2 separate regions of the Mus musculus genome follow, and region 2 is linked to region 1. A link is a contact called in public Hi-C data. All regions are on one chromosome and are shown on one strand. The core of a region is the stretch at or near the end of the contact, and the rest is flanking DNA. Distances in the headings are between cores, read along the strand shown.

What was found. A called contact is a pair of places that touch in the nucleus more often than the background predicts.
Region 2: a Hi-C map of uterus shows a contact between it and region 1, with 3 times the contacts expected there. The contact joins the enhancer-like site here to the promoter of Edn3 in region 1. A contact is called at or near these places in 3 of 484 Hi-C or Micro-C datasets (muscle stem cells, nephron progenitors and uterus) and 1 of 9 other capture datasets (adipose tissue).

What each region holds. Positions count from the first base shown.
Region 1 is chr2:174,759,233-174,763,094 of GRCm38.p6, forward strand. It overlaps Edn3 (endothelin 3), which reads left to right and starts at 1,387. Exons shown (of 5, transcript NM_007903.5): 1 at 1,387-1,786; 2 at 2,281-2,593. The coding sequence starts at 1,735.
Region 2 is chr2:174,899,356-174,903,261 of GRCm38.p6, forward strand. No RefSeq gene overlaps it. Among named protein-coding and RNA genes, the nearest start is that of Gm40017, 17 kb to the right of the region's middle. Within about 2 kb of position 1,471, at least 21 of the 459 cell types and tissues checked have an H3K27ac peak or open chromatin away from gene starts, as enhancers often do. A contact at or near this core is called in muscle stem cells and uterus, where this site is marked.

The DNA of each region.
Region 1 (3,862 bases), core at 137-2,636:
CCTGTCTCGAAAAACCAAAAAAAAAAAAAAAAAAAAAAAAAAAAGACCAGAGTTCTGCCTCCCCTGAGGGCCACCTGCCTCCTCTCTGCCCTCTGTACAGTGTCTTTTACTCTTAACCCTGATTCTCCACCTTTAACCTTCCTTATCTCAGCTGGAGTGAAGACCCAGGGCACACGTCCATCCAGGCAGTGTTTGCTTTGGCCACACCCACAGAGACCAGTGAAGACAACTGGGCTGTCAGTGCCCTCGACGATGGCAGATGGGTATTTTAATGGCAAGGAAAGAGAGAATAATAGATACTTCTCTTGACCTGGTGAAATCCAAGATGATTGTTAGGAGGTGGCACCTTGGAGGTGTCAGGTGGTAATAGCTAACCGGAGCACCGTGGCCTTCTACCACAATCCACCATTAAAGAAGAGCCATCCATGAGCCATGATAGACACCGGACATACTTGGACGTCCAAGACCTCAGAACTGGGAGCAGTATCTTTCTGTGTATGAGCCTTCAGTCTAAAGTGTCTTGCGACACACAGCAGTTCAAACCAACTGGCCTTTAGCTGGACTCCTTGGAGGCAGGGGCATTAGTCTCTTTCTACTTACCATCTGCTTTCTCATTTGCTGTGAGGCCTCAGTTTCCCTTCACATAGGATTCCCCATGGGACCACTTTGCCTGACTGGTTGGGGCTTCTTCTAATGACAAGTGTACCCCTTTCATGGCTTGCCTCATGAGAGCCACCTGGGCCACCTCTTTGGATTCTACTTTTTAGAATGCCAATCATTAGAAATATTGGCAGGGGGAGGAATGGCTTTGAAACCCACATTTTATGACAATAGTCAAAGGTTTGTAGACTCATTAAACTACCGCAGTGCCCTGAAAAGCAACACTTGTATGACTTTTGGAGAGAGGCCCCTCACTAAAGGGGCCAGTGAGGAAATAGGGCTCCCCCGAAACCGCTAACTCACGTTGAGTGGAATCTTTGTGACTTTGCTCTGGTCCTACAGCCCCACCTGTCACTTAGATCTTCCAGAGTCAGGGAGCTGGCTCGGGCACCCATGAATCAGAAGAGTAAAGTACACCCAGGGCCGTGGCACAAGGGCCCTCGGCAAGGGTAAGACCATTGGTGAATAGAACTTTTCCTTTAGACTGACTTCAAAGGAACAAGAAGCCAGCAGCCCTTCTGTGCAGCCCTTTCATGGTCTTGGTGCTCTTGGGGTGGGGGTGAGGTTGCTTTGGGCTGGGCAGGGGGTTTCAAGTGTGAGTCTATGTGTAAGTGAGCAGTGTGAGCACCGGCAGAGTGTGGCCTTCAAGCAGCTGTTCGGGCCTTCACCCTACCCCATCCACCCACGGGGAGCGCGGCGTCCCCGCCTCTCTCTACCCCTGGGTAAGCCTGGGGCGAATGCGCCTCTGGTCAGCTCCCCCCCTGCGCTTGCAAAGCGACCCCCGTGAGCCCCGGGTTCAAAGGCCCAGCGCGGCAGTTCCAGCCCCTCGGAGGGGCGGGGAGGCGAAGGGGGTGGTGCGGGAGCCAGAAAAGCCTGAGCCACAGCCGGCCAGCCCTGCGCAGGGATGGGCAGCGCGCTCTGAAAGTTCGTGACCGCCTCAGCCAAGTAACTCTGAGCCGGGACGCGCAGCTCAGGCAGCGACAGGACTCGAAAGCTGTAGCCAGTCTCACTACCCTTTTGCGGTCACAAGCGGCCACCCTCCAGGCCCGGTGCTCCCGCGCCTGATCGGGGTTCATGGAGCCGGGGCTGTGGCTCCTTCTCGGGCTCACAGTGACCTCCGCTGCAGGTAAGCGGGAGGGGCGGGGCGGCGCTCCTCTCCACGCGGGAGTGCACACAAAAGGAAGCCAGGCGCGGGTCTGTGTTGCGGGGAAGCTGATAAGTCTGGCTTTACACCCTGAAGTCTCCCAGGGGCGGGTAGAAGGGCCTGAAGACATAGCGATAACTTCCACTGGGTCTGGGGGTTTTCAGTTTGGGAGACTTTCTTTGGGCACTTTTCAGAGACTATACAAAAATTTTTTTGAGTTTTACCCAGTGAAGAACAAATAGCTTTCAGATTTCACAGGGACTGCAATAACTCTCAAGTTTTTACTGAATGTGCACGGAGCTTTGTAAACTTTTTAAGGCATTTGGCTTAGTTTGGAGACTTGGGGAAAATGCAACCAGCCTCCTCCAGACATTGCAGAAGTTTGGTTGAGTCTCATTCTGGTTTGGGGGGCGGGGTAGTGGGTGCCAAGAACTCTGTGTCAGCAGCTTAGGAGCCCTTCAATCCTCCTCCTGCAGGACTTGTGCCTTGCCCCCAGTCTGGGGACTCTGGCAGAGCCAGTGTGTCCCAGGGTCCCCCTGAAGCTGGATCAGAGAGGGGCTGTGAAGAGACTGTGGCTGGCCCTGGTGAGAGGATTGTGTCCCCAACAGTTGCACTGCCTGCACAGCCTGAAAGCGCTGGGCAGGAACGGGCACCAGGCAGGTCTGGGAAACAAGAGGACAAGGGGCTGCCTGCACACCACCGCCCTCGCCGCTGCACGTGCTTCACTTACAAGGACAAGGAGTGTGTCTACTATTGCCACCTGGACATCATCTGGATTAACACTCCTGAGTGAGTTGGCCTAGGGGTTTGGGGGAGGAGTGTGGCTCTGTGCCAGGCCTAAGGCTTCAGGGGTTTTTGCTCAGACCTCAGCCCACCTCATTCAGATCCCTGAATCTACCACAGTGCAGCATTCAGCTCCTGCAGTGGCTCCAGGCAGCATGACTCCTATCACAGGCCAGGGGCAACCCACCTCCCCTCTGAGAACCTAGTTACAAAGAAACTCAGTGCTGGATTTGAGATGTGGTGGGGTGGGACTTTAGATGCTCACAGAGTTCTATGCTCCTACCCCAGAGGCTCGTTGGGCTGAGCCTTCCTCCTAACTCTTTGGAATCCCTTAAGAGCAGCTTTGGGGTGGGGGCAAAGTAGGAAGGTAGGCTTGGCAGACCCAAATGATATACATCCCTTGAAATGGCTTCTTCCGTTTCTGCCCATCTTGGATGCCAAGCCAGAGTGACACATGTGGCTCACATGGCTGCCATTCCCCAGGGCTAACCCCAATGTCCACAGCCATGGCCACAGAGGGCCTCTCTGTTCAATCTTAAAATCTCTCACAAATACCTAGTACCAGGTGCTGCTGTATTTAAGTGTCTCTAGGTGTCACCTTTGATAAGAGGCACCCTCCCCTGGAACCATAGAGAAGGTTTCTCTGTTTTATTTTCCACTCAATCCCCACTGGACCACTGGGGTTTCCCCGTGCGCTAAGACATGACTTATAAGCAGCTATAGGGTGTGACCTTGTGGCCACTATCTCACAGCTTGTCTCTTGGATCCCTTGAATCTTGGGCTGGATGATGCTAAACTCAGTTCCTTGGGTGTTCTCTGCATCTCTAGGGATATCTACTGGAACTTGCCTAGGAATCCTTGTCTGGGAGCTTGGAGATGGCTGAGCACAACCCCTCAGCCTAGAAAGGCAACTAGTTATTCTCCTTCAGGGTTTCCTCTCTCTGGAAGCCCATTGGTGTCAGAGTCCTCTGTGCCATGGCTTTGAAGAGTCACTCATCCACCTAGGCATTTTAGTAATAAAGCACACAGGAGAGGGGGTACTCTGAGGGTCCAGTGTTTCCTGATTCTGTTGACAAGACCCCTAACAATACCCAGGTATGTCTGAAATCTCCCCAAGTGTCCAGAGTGGCAGGCAGAACTGGCTTCACTGAAGAGCCACCCAGACTCCTGCATAGGAACTGGGCTCAGGTGGACCCTGGGTTTGTTTAATCATGGCTGCTATTGTCCTTCAACTTCAGGACAATAAGGGTTCAGTAATCCCTTACTGAACCAAGA
Region 2 (3,906 bases), core at 221-2,720, 140 kb after region 1:
ATTAGAGCATGCTGGACAAAGCCCACTGGAAGCTTGGAATGCCTACCATGTTGAAAAGCTCTCAGCTGCCATTTTTGTCTTCTCAAGCCCTGGGATGCTGGTCGTGAGCTTCTTGAAGACCAGACATGGTTCATGTTAAGAGAGAATGACTGGTTAGACACTAGGTGATTTAGAAAACCTTTATCCTGGGGGGCCATGCTCTGCCCCCTAAGATCCCAGCATGCCCAGTTCATTTCAGTTGGTGTTCGTTCAGTTAGCACATTTTGCCTAATGATGCTCTTTTTTTTAACTTCCTATTTTTGTATGTTTTGAGTGTGTGTGTGTGGTATGTGTGTGTGTGTGTGTGTCTGTGTGTGCATGTGTGTGTGTCTCTGTGTATATGTGTGTGTATATGTGTGTGTGTGCACGTGTGTGTGTGTGTGTGTGTGTGTGTGTGTGTGTGCGCGTAGGCCAGAGGAGCATGTCCAACATCTTTTGTTACTGCTCTCCTCCTTTTCCCAGTGAAGGCTGGGTCCAGATCATTAACCCGGTGTGTGATCTGGCATAAGGCAAGCAAAGGAGGGTGGTGCTCATGGCTGCCTTGTCCATCTCCTATCCTAGGTCTCCCTCTTCTTCTCCTCCTCCTCTTCCTTCTCCCTCTTGTGCATAAATAACTGTGAGAAGAAAACACTTCTCTTCAACCCTGTATCCCCTGCCTGACTTATGGCCTTCAACATTGCTGGCTCAGCTGAAGCTATAAAGAGACCCCAACCTTGGCCTCCTCTGCACATTACAGTATAAAACAGACACCCTAAACCCAGTTTTCCCACTCATTGAGTTCTTCCCTTCCTTAAAAATGATGGAAAGGGTCCTTCTTGGGTCATAAAAAATATGGCTCAAAACCCCAGAACATCTGGCCAGAGCTCATTGTTGAGCAGGACCTTTCCCAAGGACTTGCTGGCTGCCAGACACCTCCAAGGGAGCCTGGAGGCCCGAGGGCCCTGCAGCAGGGCCAGAAGGAACCGGAAATGCCTTACAGACATGTGTTCTCCTGAACACCAGAGGGATCCGCTGAAATTTAGGATCACAAAGTCCCCAAATGACGCAAGGGTACTATCATGCAGTCCCAGGTCCTTTTGGGGACACTGGGACCTCATGCAAGTGTCCAGTTTCTATAAGGCCCTACAGCATAGGGACAGAATGTCCACACCACACAGTAGAGTATGTAAGAGGAAAGGTATGTAGCCCATAGAGCAGAGGGCCAGGCTTTGATACGTGGTAATACTCTCTGACACATTGCAACAGACTGGACACACAGTGACAATCAACAAACAGTGTCCCAGCTCTGACAGGTCCTGCTCTTTGCTCCAGCCACAGGGTTTGAAAAGACTTCCTCTGCAGAAAAGGGGGACCAGCCAAAGAACTCTGGAAGATTCTCTGTGCATGGAAACTTCTAGGCTCTGCAAAGGGAAGGTATTTCATTTGTGAGGCAATAGCACCCTCTGGGGCCAGACAGAAGCATTACCTCTGGAATATTCTCTGGGTCTTCAGAGCTCCTGAACCTAATATAAATCTAATACAAGTAATATTAAATATAATAAAGTGACTGGCCCTATAAATAATATTATATTAAGTATAATATAGTGAGTGACCATACCTTGAGCAGGGCTGTTTGAAGACGTCAACGCAGCCAAAGGACCCTTGTTTGTGTTTTGTGGTTCTGGTCCCTCCATTTCTGGCCCCAGCTGCCACTCCTTGGGAATTTTGGATGGTGGGGTTTAGAAGTGTCACAATGGAGGTTGACCCCTGACCTCCTCTTGGACTTTGATCTGAGGAATCCCTTCCTGCAAAGTGAGGTTACTGACATATCTGTAAACTTAGTTTTGTGCTCAGTGGCCACCTGCACTTCCGGGGGCTGCGGCTGGACCTTAGCGTTGTTACCTCATCTCCTTGGACGTTTGGGTGATGTTTGTTTTGGACAACTCCAACACGTTGGGCTCTCCTGGAATTTGGTTCTTCACTGGTTCCTGAGGAGTCGAGGTTGAATAACTGAAAACAGCAGCTAACTGTCTCATCCTGAGGCCAGCAGGGCTTTCCAGAGAGCCCTTTGTCACTGGAGAGGTCACTGGAATGGACATTGGAATTCTGGGGCTCATAGGAGGTGCAGTGGTCGTGTGAGAGTTAGTTGAGTGCAGAATCGATGCTCAGACTAGTGCAGCGTCAACAAGCCCACTGCCGGGATCTACTTCCAGCACACTTCCTCTGATGTGACCTAAGCATTATTCATTGGACCCCACAGCATTTCCCTCTCCACACTGCCATTCCTCAGAGAAGGCACTGGCCCGCCATCGCGGTCCCACCCCACCATAGCAATGCAAGCACTAAACACTGCCCTTCCGGGTCAGCAGCAGGGGTCAGGCCTCCAGAGCCTGTACCCCTTGTTCCTGTGTCGCCTCGAAAGTCACAGGGTGAGGGTGCTAGTGCTCTGTAGCCTTTCTCTGCTGCTCCGGGGTTGCTCCCAGGCCTCAGACACCTCCTCAAGGATCCAGGTGACAGCCTTGCGCCTACCTGCTTTCTGCGCTCCGTGATGGCTGTCAGAGAACGCCTGCGTTAATTAGATCTCCGATTAGATGGCACATTAAGTAATTATCCCAGGGTAGATCCCAAGTGAAGTCTATTTAAAGTGGGTGCCTGAACTCGTGAATGAAAACAGGGGTGAGTCACGCTCTGTTACACCACGCAGAACCCGAAAGGCAGCGCAGCAGCAACAGGAGTAACTGCGGGCGGTTCTGCCTCTCCCTTTCCTCGCTCAGCAACGCCCCAAGCACTCTTGGCCTAAAATCTGGTACCCAGACTGCTTGTGGCTGGGGAGTGGTGTGCCATCCTTCCTCGACTTCATGCAAGGAAGAGGCAGTATAGTGCCCATGTTGCAGATTCAAAAACTAAGGCAAAACACTGGAAGTGGAAGAATACGGTTCTAAACCAAGGCTCTGACTGAGCTGCAGCCCTGTGGGCGGGCTCACCTCTGGCCGCGCATGGCCAGCCAGTGGGCCGTCATATGTCTATGAAACATCTGCTCACATCCAGCATCTTACCTCATATGGTGTCGTTCAATGCTCTCATATGTTGGCTTTTTGCATTGGGCCAGTTTTTGTGCCCATTTAACAGATAGGGAAACTGAGGTCAGGGGAGGAAAAAGCCTTCTCCAGGGTCCTACAACAAGGAGCAGCAGAGCTAAGTGTCATGTGGCTGTTTCATTGGGTTGGACACGTCCATACATCAGAGCTGCTGTGATCACTCAAACAAGACCCTCTGTAGATGAAGCCTTGTTAACCTTCCCTTGTTGAAAATGGGAGGACTCATGAGGTCCACCAGGCCCAGGGAGTCTCTCCTTTTCCCTACAATGTGAGCAGCTAACAGTTGCTGGGGGTGAGGGAGCTAGTGGGGAGCTTCGGTGATTTACATAGCACTTATTACATTTATTACATAGCCTTACACTTATTACACTAGCACTTATTACATAGCATTCATGAGGCCCCAAGTTCAATCCCCAGGACTGCAAGATGGGTGGGAAGAAGAAGGAAGCTGTGAGCTGGGTGCACTGGTGTACACAGGCCTCCTAACCACAACGCTGGAAAGGTGGAGAAAGGAAGGTTAGGAGTTTGAGAAAAGCCTTGAACAGGGTAAGTTCAAGGTTAGCCTGGGCTACTTACCATAAGTCTCTCTCTCTCTCTCTCTCTCTCTCTCTCTCTCTCTCTCTCTCTCTGTGTGTGTGTGTGTGTGACATACACAAGTGCAAGTATATAGAGAGGGGCAAGCTTCTCTAGTGGTAACTCCTTTGGCAGCATCACTTACCATGTCTGTTGTTCCATCTACTGTGGATAAACAGAAATAGACTTGCCAAGCAAACATGGGAATTTCCAGGTA